Linked DNA regions of Mus musculus: region 1 is linked to region 2. The links are chromatin contacts, called in public ChIA-PET maps. All regions are on one chromosome and are shown on one strand. Each heading gives the region's core, a stretch centred on a gene start, on an enhancer-like site or on the middle of the called end of the contact. The rest is flanking DNA. Distances are from core to core; before and after follow the strand shown. Region 1 overlaps Runx1 (runt related transcription factor 1). Region 2 overlaps Runx1 (runt related transcription factor 1).

Region 1 (6,529 bases), core at 2,220-4,719, 170 kb before region 2:
CTAGAAGTAAAAGCATGATTATCCTGGGACATAAAATGGGTTTATAGAATTCTAATGTTGTTTATAGGTCTTTAGGTAGCATATGGGCTGTGGGGGTAAAAATGAAACCTATATATCTGTCTGTTTATGTCTGCCTGTCTATCTATCCATCTACTCACCCACCTACCCATCTATCTGTTCATTCACTGTCCGTTCATCCATCTACATACTTAACTCTGTCTCCATCTCTCCCTTTCCTCCATCACTCCATCGACTAGGATTAAAATGCTTGCTAAGAACAAAATCCAACCCCAACAAAGCATAGATCCTTCAAGAAACATGTAGATCTTTTCTGTTCTTTACCCAGTAGGGCAGCAACCTTTGAGGTTTGTGATGCAGAAAGGGGAGTGATGTGGCTGAGTTAGTCATGAAACACTGAGGCACAAAAAATGAAACTGACCTTGGGGCCTTGGAGAGAGTCAGAGAAACGTTGCTCCGTGACAGTGACAGTGACATGGCAAGAACTTAAAGCCAGGGCACTGCTGCTGTGTTCTTGGAGGTTTGGTGTCCTCCAGGGTGGAATGTCCACCGGAAGCCTAGGACAGTCACCTCCCCAAGATGCCAGAAGTGGGAGCCTGTCTCCATTCTGCCCTTGAACATTCACTGTTTCCTCTCTGCAGAGCCATGGTCTCATTACAGAAGGAAATCTGCCCATACAGAGGCCATAGGATGGGCTGGAAGTAGGGGTAGGGGGATGGGAAGGGGTTGTGTGTTTAGTTCACCAAATCGCTGATCCACCCAGGAGAGTGAGATAGTCTATCAGCAAAGAATGAAGAGATGAAGACGGAATTTGTGAGCGTGAACTTTGAGATTCAGCCTTGCCTTCTCTTAAAATTCTCATAGATGGGAGCTGATTTCATTCTGGGGCTTTTGAAATGTGCTATAAGACTAAAGACTTCACTGCTAGTGCTGTGCCAAGGTGCTTACAGAGAAACCTATGTCTCACGTTCCTATCTATCTATCTATCTATCTATCTATCTATCTACCTATCATCTATCTATAGTCTTCATGTAGACTCTTTTAGTTTGCTGGCCTGTTTTTTTTTTTTTTTTTGTCTGTTTGTTGTTTTGAGACAGAATCTTGCTAGCTTGCCTAGGCTGGCCGAACATTAAGTAGCCCAGGCTGCCCCCAGATCCACAATCCTCATGACTCAACCTCCCACATGCCAGGATTCCAGATTTATGCAACGACATGAACCTCCACAGCTTATGGGTGCATACAAAAGGCATGTCCTGGGGCTTTCTATACCTGTTTGTTTTCTGAGACAGGGCATCTTTTGAACTCAAGTCCTTGTGCTTGCAAAGCATAAGCCACCCCTTAGTTCTGTTATTACTTTGAAGATGTTTCACACGTGCTCAGGTTAGGCACTTAGTGACAGTCACTGTCACTGTCAGCCTGTTCATCACCAGGGTAGGAAATTCTTCTTGCTGGTCTCAGGGACAGCTCAGTCCTCCTGTCCTTCGGTAACAGCCATCCCTGGGAACGAAGAGGCTCCCTCACAAGGTATCGACCCTCACACAGAATCTGTGGTTCTGGGATATTTTCTCTCAGAGACTTCCCGTCTTCAGGAGGTCAGTGATGTAATTCAGGACCATGTTCCCAAGATTGATTTAAAACGAGAGGCGGGTGAGTCACCTTTTAACAGACAGCTTTCCTCTTGGTCACTCGTCATCAAAGTGGAGATCATCAGTTAAGCATGAAATTGAACATTTGTTTGGACGTAGTCGCGTCTACAAGTCCTAAGTGTCTCCCTGCGGGAGGCTCCCATTCCGGCCTACCCAGCTCAGTCACTTGCAGACAGCTCTGCAATGTTCCCGCCAGCTGTCGGCTCCTTGCTATGGAGACTCGCTCTCACCCAGATGAAGCCAAGTGCTGGCATCCCACACAGTCATAACTGCATCTCCACTCTCAGGGCCCCTTTGCCATTGATGATTAAGATGGATTAAGATCCCCTGATGACTTTCTCAGATGGGGAAGTGATTTCACATGGATTGTGATCCAGAGAGCCAAGCCTTGGATGTGAGGATCTGGAGACAGCCCAGAGGAACAAACTTGCTTCTCAGATGGAGGAAGCAAAAGAAATCAGCACTGCTTCTTCACGTGTGTGGTGACAATTCACCGTCCAGCACGGCTGTGCTCCCCAGGGCACTACAAAATTCCCCTCGTATTCGCTTGCTTTATTGCAAAAGGGCAAGGTGCAGATATATTTATCTCCTCCGTGTGCATTTAGTAAGTTGTTATCTTGAGGATTGTCTATGTGCTTATTATGTGTTCTGTCCTGGTAATGTGGCAGTGACCAAAGATGGCGATCCTCAATGGTGAGAAATACATCAAGTGAGCCAGCCTCACCTACTCAGTAAGGTCCAGGCCGTGAGAGACCCTGTCTAGGAAAAAGAAAAACAACCACAACAGAGCACTATCAAACACTATCTGAGGTATGTTTCCCCACCTCCTACCTCCACACACATCTGCACATATATGTGTGCACACATATACATACACACACACACACACACACACACACACTCATGGAGAGAGTGAGAGAGAGAAAGAGAGATTCCATTGGGATTTCAGTAAGTACTACATTCAATCTGTAGATTGCTTGATTGTCCTCTCAATGGCATGGATCACAGTCTCTCAAAAGCATGGATCACAGTCTCTCAATGTCATGGAGCACAGTCTCTCGATGGCATGGAGCACAGTCTCTCAATGTCATGGAGCACAGTCTCTCAAAGTCATGGAGCACAGTCTCTCAATGGCATGGAGCACAGTCTCTCAATGGCATGGAGCACAGTCTCTCAAAGTCATGGAGCACAGTCTCTCAATGGCATGGAGCACAGTCTCTCAATGGCATGGAGGACAGTCTCTCAATGGCATGGAGCACAGTCTCTCAGTGGTTTTGTCTTTCCATTCATTTAGGTCTTTAATTTCCAGGCTGTGCTTTGTAATCTTCAGTCCTGGCAACTTTTGCTCTGTAGTTATTTTCCTAAGGACTTGGCTTTCTACATTTCTAGCTCCTCTTAGGTGTCTCCACCCAGGAAATCTCTTGCTTTCGTTTGAGTGACAGTTATGGAGCCCTCTGCCTACGAGGGAGTCAGCACACCCTAAATCAGCAGCCTCCCTGCAAGCCTCTCCTGCCCCAGCAGCATGGCGCTGTCCTTGTTCAGAGCCACTGAAGTCTTCTGGAAATTTCCACTTCACTTCAGCCTGGTGGTTCCTCTTTCTGTGGAATGGTATCAGTGACCAGTTACTAAGAAAGTTCAGGGGACAGAAAGAGTAGGGCTTCAGATGGAGGAAGAACAGGAGGGAAGGGAGGGAAGGGAGGGAAGGGAGGGGAGGGAGAGGAGGGAGGGGAGGGAGGTGGGCAACCCTCGAGCTCAGTCTTGATTTCATGTGCTTCCTCTGGGGCGAAGGAAAGAAACCATGTGTGGTCACAAAACCCTGTACCGAAACAGAGTCCCTCCTCTTTCATCTGTCACCACATGCTAAACACTGCAGTGTGTGTGTGTGTGTGTGTGTGTGTGTGTGTGTGTGTGTGTGTGTGTGTGTGAGAGAGAGAGAGAGAGAGAGAGAGAGAGAGAGAGAGAGAGAGATTGAGGAGATCAGAACATATGTGTTCCTTTTAACTCCTACCAGATCTTGAGATCAGTCAGTCAGAGAGAGCATTCTGGAAGGAACCGTCGAGGAGGGCACTTGGTGAATAACAGCTGAGACTCAGGAAGCACAGGTCTCCAGGGTCAAACCCCCCAACCCATTCCCACTCAGATGTGGGTGCTCCCCAACCTCACTGTATCTCGGTTTTGTTGACCATAAAACAGATAGTAACACTTGCGAGACAGACACTAAGTGGAAAGCATTATGTGATCTTTGGAGAAAAGGCAGACTGTTAACATATGCTAACAATGTGTTATTCTGGGCCAGGCCCGGAGCCACAGCCACCAGAGTAGCTTGGGAAACATCTGCCAGGAACACACAGAGCACTCCAGCCTCCAAAACCATCTCTGGGTCCAACTGGCAGGAGATAAAGGCCCTCTCTGCCCAGCTGTGCCCTGTTCGCCCTCAGGCCTGAATTCTGGGACCCCTATGCTGACCTGTAACTTACCCACTTACCATGCACCCCTCTGCTTAGTGAAAGAGAGCTTTGGAGGCTGGCCTCTTTGAGGCAAGGGGTTCTATTCTGGGACATCCACTTAGGGGCAGTGCTTATGGTGGATAGGCCAGGGTGGGACAGGGACATCCACTCTGGGGCTGTGCTTACCGTGTATGTGTTGGGGTGAGGCAGTTTGTGGTTTGTTTAGGACAGAAGACAACCAGAGCTGACTAAGTGGATGAGGCTCTCTGGCTCTCCCTCACTCTCCAAATTTGAGGCATCTGGTGCTCAAAGCCTAAAAAAGATCTCCCAAAAGGAGGAAGATGAGTGTGGCAGGGGAAAGGTGGGAGGGAGCCAAGATCCACAGGGACAGCTCCTCTTATCTCCGACTGTCCTGTCATGCTCTCTAGACATGGCGGCTTTCTGAGGAGGCCCACAAGGGCTTTCTTAGGGAAATAAGGTTGATCTCTGTGGTCCCCACTTGAGTCAAATTGGCTTCTCTTCATCCTTTCTCAAACTTTCTGGTGTCCGTAAATTCTTTGAAGAGGAAGGAAATTAGGGAAGCCAAGATATTCACAGAAAAAAAGTTCAGCCCTTTCCTGATGGGCCCAGCCGAGATGTGATAGCTATCCTCAAAGCATAAATCCTGAAGGGTAGACATTTAGATACAGTAGCTAGGGAAACACGTGCATCGTGAGAGAGAGAGGGAGAAAGTGAGACACTGCACAGGGTCCCAGGTGACCACTCCCTCAGCCCACACATGGGGTGGGGCTGGCCCTGACTTTGCTACCCCAGCTTGCAAAAACCCCCACACCAGATGTACCCCAAATGCAGAGAGGACTCTGTAAAGGACCCTGAGCAGGAGGAATGGGGGGAGGGGGGGAGAGGAGCGTGTGGGATGTGTCTGATTATGGAAGCCATCTTAGACCATCTGCAGGAAAGAGACATGTCTGTCAACTTCGGGATTACACAGGGCCCCGCAGCACAAAGCAATGGATTTGAATATCAGCATGGAGAATTGTTAGGAAGGACCCGAGGCCACAGATCTATGCAGTCTGGAAGACACTCAGGCCTGTGGAGTAAGCCTTTCTCTTTGAAGGTTAGAATGTAAGTAAGAGTTTATCCTCTGGAGAAGGTCCACACAGTCCTTGCCAGAGCCCAGGCTACCTCACCCCTAATTTTAGCAATCCCCTTGCCCCAGTTATCTGTGGTCCTCACACCATTTCTTCTGCTTCCTTTGATGTTAGCTGACTCTAAGAACCCAAGGCCAGACACACTGCAGGAAGAGGCCCACTCAAAGCCTTCACTCCCCCATCTCACGGAGGCGAGAAGACGACATTTTTGAGATTGTGAAGGGAAGAACTGACTCCCAGCTTAAATTTAAATATGGCCTCTCAGGCTGAGGTGGATGACCTTGGTGCCAGTGCGCGTCTATCATCGGCCATTTGGCTCTTCCTTGCAAGATTTTGTTCACATTTATATGGTGTTATGAATGTGTAACCAAGGCTCAGCCTGTGACATTAGGAAGCAATGGGAGAACCTGGACAATGTCCCCCACCCCGCTATGGATATGACAACTCAGTCATTTTCCTCTCCCAAGAAACTGTTTCTGCTTTGGCTAAGAGATTTTTTTTTAAAGAAACCATAGGTTCAAAATTACCCTTTCGCCTCAAAAGTTAACCTCATGGAAAATGTGGCAATATTTCTATATTTTGAAAAAAAAATATGATGGTATCTGTATCTATATCCTGTTGCTTAAGACCTGATCTCTTACATACATGCATTTTGGTTTGGTTTTGTTTTAAATAATTAGGCAGGTTATTTGTGTGCTTGTGTGTGCACATATGTCTTTTCAACTTTTGTACTGCATGCATGTGCGTGCACGTGTGCATGTTCCTACAGGCCCACATGCACAGGGGGTGCCAGAGGTGAGGGCTGGAGGAGGTTGCTCAGTGGCTGTCCACTTTGTCTTTTGAGACAGAGTTCTCACCAGCCTGGAGCTCCTCCGTTTGGCCGCAGGCAAATCTCAGGGATCCATCTGTCTCTGCTCCCTGGTCCCCACCCCAGGCCCGAGATTACCAAGTAATTATTTGCAATCCAAGCTGTTTTGCATGGGTTTAATTCAATCCTCTTGCTTCTGCAGCAAGCTCTTTACTGCCTGAGAGATCTGTCCCTGCAGCCCTGGGTCTTCTTTTTAACCTCCTGGCTTCCCTGCGTAAGGAAAAGTGATAAGCTTAGGGAGCCAAGCCAAAAACACCAGGGTTCCTGCATCATTTGTTGGTCACAGTTTCTGTGCCCAGATTTTTCAATACCCCACCCCACCCCCTCAGACTGTGTCAAGGAACACTCTACAGTGAGGTGGAGTCCATTCAGACAGCGCAGAGAGGGGAAGAGCTTGGT
Region 2 (6,142 bases), core at 885-3,384:
GAGGTCCTCCCGCTCGCTCACTCGCAGCTTCCCACAGGAGGTGTCAACAGCTTCTGTATGAGTGACAGTCTTGTCCCTCCATACAAAGGGCTGAGCCCAAGCTCCCAAACTAAACTACCTGGGGCCTCTGACACCTGACAGTGAATTTCTCCTCACCTTATTTAAGGGAGGAGTAAGGACGAATATGAGGCTGGAGAAGAACCACTGGGGGCTGGGGACAGGAAGTCATCTTTACCCTCAGCCTTTCGAGACTCTATAGAGGAGAAAGCAATGGAGGAGAGGATGATTCAGCAGGCGCTCCTAGGATGGCACCTGCCACATGGTGGCTGAGCCTGACTACAGGCCTAGAAAACATAAGTGGACGTCAGAGGTGCAGGCAGCTCGTGCAGTGCGGTGAGGAGTCGGGGTGGGGCTTCTTTAACAAAGTTCGGCGAAATAAGTTATCTGCAGGAAAGGACACTGCAGAGACCAGACGGGGCCTTTGGTGCCCTCAGAAGCACAGTTCTGTCTGGACGCCAAAGGCCACTCTGTCTGGAGGAGAGACGGTGCCAACGGAGAATGAGAGGTGTTATGAAAACAGCGTGTTTTCTAGAAGCGGGTGACTTATCCCTGAACCCTTGCACAGGGAGGACTCTGCCTAAATACAGAGCCCTTTCCAGACCTGTCTCAGACTGATCTGGCTGAGAGGAGAGGCCTCCCTCGTGGCGAGGGCTGAGCTATTTCCCCTGGGAACTGTCTGGCAGCTCTAATGAGGAATAGCACTTTGCATTTATAGAGAGCCTTTCATCTGTGGATCTCAAAGCTGTACCACAAACATTAATTAACTCTCACACCTGGGAGGCAGGTGAGTCTGGTTACCCCCCAACCCCATTTTTAAAAAATGAGGAAACAGAGATTTGGGAGGAAAAGGATTCTGGGGCGAGCCACCGGGGTTAGGAGTGTCCCTGATGTTGGGAATAAGCATTTCAGATTTGTAGCATCCTGACCACAAAGTCAGGAGGCCTCCCCGGGATGAGTGAGGAATTTGGGTACCGGAACAGGAGATGAAGCCACACAATTCCTTCTTCCCTTTCTCAGGTGGCCTGTCACCTCCTGGGTCTATAGATGTCATTTAGAATGGGTCCCTCAGACCCCGAAGGCCTTTGAAACAGCCTTACCAGGCAGGTCTCCATCCTGGCTCACTCTGGATGCCTCCCTTCAAAGTAACCGTTGGAACAGTGACCGCAGCCGAGACGCACATGACTAACCAAAATGTCTGCAGCCAGTGGGAGACAAATGCTTGGCAAATCCCAGGGCTCTTTCACAACCCTCTTTTCTTCCAGGATCCAGAACTGGTGGGAACTGACTCCTGTTATCACTGGTTCTCACTGGTGTGCTTAGGCGATGCTAATCCAGTGCTGGCTACCTGGGGAGTGGGGGTTGGGGGAAGGAGCTCTGGGGTGACTCCTGTCTGTTCTGACTTCTGGAGCTGTTGTGGGTTTACTGCCCACCGCAGAAGCCAAAGGAAACACTGCTCAAAACCACCAGAGGCAAGCAGCCTTTCAGTTGGGTCACCTGCCCAACACCAGGGCTGTGAAAGCTGACATTGCAGAGTGGGGGGTGGGGGTGGGGCATCCTCCAAGCATCTGGGGGCGCCACCACTTTCCTACACAAGGTATCCTGGGTCTTTCTTCACAAGGGTCCCAAATGAGAAGGTGCAAGCCTCCCCTGGGGCTCGCCCTGACACATCACCCTGGAAACTGACTCAACATCTCTGTGTCCTGACTCACATCCTGTTGTGTTCTCTGAGGCATCCGAGAGGGCATTACACCAGCTACCCATGACTGAGCTGCACTGGGAGGGCGCCCTGAGGATGACTCTGCCTTCTGCCTTGCAGAAAGAGGGGGAGTCTTCTAAGGAAAAACCCAGAACAGGCCCCTTGGGTTTATCCATTCTCAGAGCAGATTTTGCGCGTTAAGAAGCAAGTGGCCCTGCATTGCATGGCCCACTGTTTATTTTCAATGGATCGAGGGTGAACGGCTTGTTGTTTTAGAGATGCCCGCCAAATACTCAAGGAACAGAGCCCTGACTACAGCAGAGCCCCAACGTCCTGACCCAGAAAACCCAGGCTGTGAGGTCAGGTGCCAGGGCCACCAAAGGCTCAAGTGAACTAGGCTGATGTCCCCGCGTGTCCTTTCCTTGGACAGGGAGGGAGGGCACAAGGCTGAATCGGGATGCTTTGAGTTTTCGAAACAGGAACATTTATTTACTCTTCTGATTGGAGTGAGCTTCATTGATCACTTTAGATACGGCTACTTCTCTTTGCCTCGGGTGTGGGGCATTCTTTCCCCCTCCTCACCCCATACGCATTAGTTACTGGCGTTCTGGCTTTCCTTTCAAATATGTTTTCAGAACCAGAAATTTCCCTTCCAAAGCTGCCTCGTCTCCAGTCCCTAAATGTTGGTGTTTTCATTTTCATTAAGTAACTGACAGTCGACATATCTTTTCAGATCTCTTATTTGGTGGCTATGGCATCTCCAGATAATCTCCAATTTTTGAAGATTTCTAAGTAATATTTCTGTTACTGGTTTTTGTTGTTGTTTTGTTTTGTTTTTCGGGGGAGGGGAGAGTGTTGTTTGGTTTTAGTTTAAGTCCTTGTGGCCTAAGGAAATACTTTGTATGATTATGCCTTCAAACCCAAGCAGTCTTCTGTGGCCTCAAGTGTAGTCTGCCTTAGCGAGTGATCTGTGTGCCTCAGAAGAAAGGAGCGGCCTACCGGTGTTCTGTAGGTCAAACTGATACTGTCCAGGTCAGCCGAGTCTGAATTTCTGCTTGCATGGTCTATCGGTGACTGGAAGAGGGTGCTAAAGTCTCCTGCCGTAAGGATGGGTTTGTCTGCTTTTCCTTGTATTGCAGTTAGTGAGACCCTTTGTTCACGGGACACCTGTGAAGGAAAATGTATTTTTGGTTTTCCGTACTATCATAACGTAACTTATCTCTTATCCCTGAAAAGCTCCATCTTCAATCGGCTTTGTAGAAAACTTGATACAGCAACTCGGGCTTTCCTTGGATTGGTGTTAGCACAGCTTCTCCACCCTTTTATGCTTGCCCTATCTGAATCTACATTTAAATGAGCCATTTGTATGCGTCAGGTAGTTAAGTTTTATTTGTAGCTTGTTCTGACAACCTCTGTGGTAGATTTAGACAATTCACCTTTATAGATACAGTTGGATTATGATCTGCCATGGTCTAACTTTTATGCCTGTTGCACCTGGTTCTTAGTCCCACCCCCGGCTTTCCTGCCTCCTCTGAATGGAATGAAACATTTTATGTGACTTCATTTTAGCTTGTTTATTGCCTATCGGGTAGGAAAATGATTTTTTTTTTAAAATAGTTTTGTGGGAGCTAGAGAGCTGGGTCAGACATTAAAGCACTGAATGCTCATCCAGTGGACCTGGGTTTGATTCCTAGTAACCACTAGTGGCTAAAGGCGGTCTGTTAACTCCAATCCCAGGGAAATCCAACACACGATTAAGGTCTCCCTAGGCACTACAAGCATGAGGTACACAGATATGATGCAAGTAATACAACACTCATATGCATTAAACAATAAATAAATAAATAAATAAATAAATAAATATTTTAAAATTGCTTCAATAATTGCTGTAGAGTTTAAAAACTAAGCCCACAATCAAATAATGTTATTCCTTAATTGTTATATGTTACTTATATTTAAACTTTTGTTTACATTTTTAAATTTAGTGTCTCTCTCTGTGTATATGTGTGTGCCTCTCCCTCTCCTCTTCCTCCTCCCTCCCTCCCTCCCTCCCCTCCCCTTCTCTCTGTGTGTGTGTATGTGTGTTTGTGCGTGTATGTGTCTGTTTCTCTCTCTTTGTGTGTGTGTATGTGTGCATGTGTGTATATGGTGTGTATATGTGTCTGTCTCTCTGTGTGTACATGTCTGTCTGTCTGTCTCTCTTTTATGTATGTGTCTGCTGTCTCTCTTTGTGTATATATGTATATGATTCTGTCTCTCTCTATGTATATGTCTGTTTGTCTCTATGTCTGTGTATGTATGTATGTATGTATGTATGTATGTATGTATGTATGTATGTGTATGTGCCTGTCTCTGTGTGTGTGCTGTCTGTCTGTCTATCTCTCTCTCTCTGTCTCTGTGTGTGTACATGTGTATGTGCCTGTCTGTGTGTGTGTGTGTGTGTGTGTGTGTGTGTGTGTGTGTGTGTGTGTGCTGTGCTGTACATATGGAGGTCAAAGGACAACTCACAAGAATTAGTGGTTTCCTTCCACTATGTGGGTCCTGAGGATCAAGCTCGTGTATTGGACAAGCGCCACTCTGCTGAGATGTATCACTTCTTTCTTATCTGTCATTATTGCCAATTATTTTCTTGATCTTTATGCTGTAACTGTCCAACAAATTGTGGCTGTTATCACTTCTAACAGTTAACTTTCAGATCCGTTATGAATAGAAAATGGGTTTTATTTTATTTGATTCACTTCTTCTGGGATGACCTCCTTTTCACCCAAGATCTAAGTTTCTGGTCCATTTCATTTTCTTTCTGTCTGAGGCCCTTTAAACATGTCTGTTGGTGATCATTGATTTCCATTTCATCAGAAGATGTACTGCTTTTCCCTTTGCATTGGAAGAATAGTTTTGCTGGGTATAAAACTCTGGGTTGGTTTCACTTTGTTCCCTTCAGACCTTTGGTGTGAGTTTTCTGTGATCGTCCAGTTGGGTTCAATGATTACAAAGCTATAGTTGACAAAGGCATGTAGTTCCCCCAGTGTCTTTGTTACTTCCTCCCTTGTTGTCTTTGAGTTTCCCATGAACTCTGCTTTAGTCTATGCTTAAAGCTCTTTGGTTGGCAGTCTACCATAAGATGGGAAACCATGAGAACTCAGTTGAGTTCCTGGGCCACAAACATGTTTCTCCTGGACAGTACTATAGCTCTCCAGACTTGTATTCTCATTATCAGTCTATATTCAGCCTCCAGCAACTTGTGACATCTCCATGTTGTACTTCCATGAGCTTCTGTTTCTAATCAACAGACCTTGGGTTGGTTTTACATGCTTGCCTGCCTCCCAGGACTTGGGTGGTGCCCTGCTTTCCTGCTAGAATTCTGTGGGAGATACAGGAAAGTCACAGATTTTCTGTTCTACTTTTTTCCTTGTTCTTAGGACAAGAATGGTAACTCCAAAACTCTTTACATTTTAGTGCTAAAAAAGGAAGAAGCAGGCCACTCTGGTATGAATTATTTGGCAGCGTCATGGTGGACTCTAAAGATGTTTTGATGTTGGTACCTTTAAGACATTCTTTTCCTGAGTGAAATATGTCATGGTGCTTTGTACTGTCTCCCTACCTTTCCCCTTATCTTTGACCTCCATTTCAAATGGAAGGGAATGGGGTTCAGGGATGTAAAAGGAGCCCCTCTTATCTATTATTTGTAATGGCCTGGTCATGTAATCTCATCAAAACCATTTGTCCTGAAAACAAAAACAACCAGCATACAGAAGGCTCAACTTTTCTGGTGCTTTTAAAAACAGAAGCATGGATTGATTAAAACACCGAATTCCTGCTTTCTCTGTGTCACGAAATTCCAGAGTCCTTACTCATTCAGCATCTAATCCCCAGAGCCTACCTCTTCTCAAGATACTCAGCTCCAAGCACTCCAGTAGTACCTGAGTCCCACCCCAGTTCAAGTGTGTGTTGCCTTACCAGATAAGTCTCTTGGCAGGACTGAATTTCCTTTAGCAATGCAATCATGGAAATCACTCAGATTAATTAACCATTTTTGATGGCCACATATTGTGACAGGTCTTTTTCCTGTTGCTTGCTTGTTTCTTGATGTTACTCTTGCTAGTCAGAAGAATGTAAGTCTTGCCTGAAGCTAATTTATGGTGGAGGCAAGAGTCAACCCCAAATCTGGTTGACTTACATCCTAATGCTTTCCTGCCCTGCTCCTCCCCTCTGCAGAACATAAGCATGTCACAAAAGTCACTGCTGCCCTTGCCTCTACCTTGGAAGCAGACATTTGCAAGTCCAAATTAGTCATGTGATTTAGCAGCCAGCCTCCATTCAACCTTTACATCATCCCGTGTCTGTAAGTCTTACAAAGTAAAGACCATAAAACCATTTACTAGTGAA

Evidence for each region. ChIA-PET counts read pairs in DNA pulled down with a chosen protein or histone mark.
Region 1: a contact with region 2 is called in an RNA polymerase II ChIA-PET map of memory CD8 T cells, with 17 read pairs. The contact joins two enhancer-like sites. A contact is called at or near these places in 1 of 484 Hi-C or Micro-C datasets (bone marrow-derived macrophages), 4 of 115 datasets of contacts at active chromatin or transcription factors (the HPC-7 cell line, acute myeloid leukemia, memory CD8 T cells and 1 more) and 1 of 9 other capture datasets (embryonic stem cells).

Annotation. Positions count from the first base shown.
Region 1 is chr16:92,783,916-92,790,444 of GRCm38.p6, reverse strand. The region is part of intron 2 of Runx1 (runt related transcription factor 1); the gene reads left to right. Among named protein-coding and RNA genes, the nearest start is that of Gm30281, 25 kb to the right of the region's middle. Within about 2 kb of position 3,469, at least 78 of the 459 cell types and tissues checked have an H3K27ac peak or open chromatin away from gene starts, as enhancers often do. A contact at or near this core is called in the HPC-7 cell line, acute myeloid leukemia, bone marrow-derived macrophages and 1 more, where this site is marked.
Region 2 is chr16:92,616,558-92,622,699 of GRCm38.p6, reverse strand. All of the region lies in intron 6 of Runx1 (runt related transcription factor 1), which reads left to right. Among named protein-coding and RNA genes, the nearest start is that of Gm30224, 23 kb to the right of the region's middle. Within about 2 kb of position 2,134, at least 171 of the 459 cell types and tissues checked have an H3K27ac peak or open chromatin away from gene starts, as enhancers often do. A contact at or near this core is called in the HPC-7 cell line, acute myeloid leukemia, bone marrow-derived macrophages and 1 more, where this site is marked.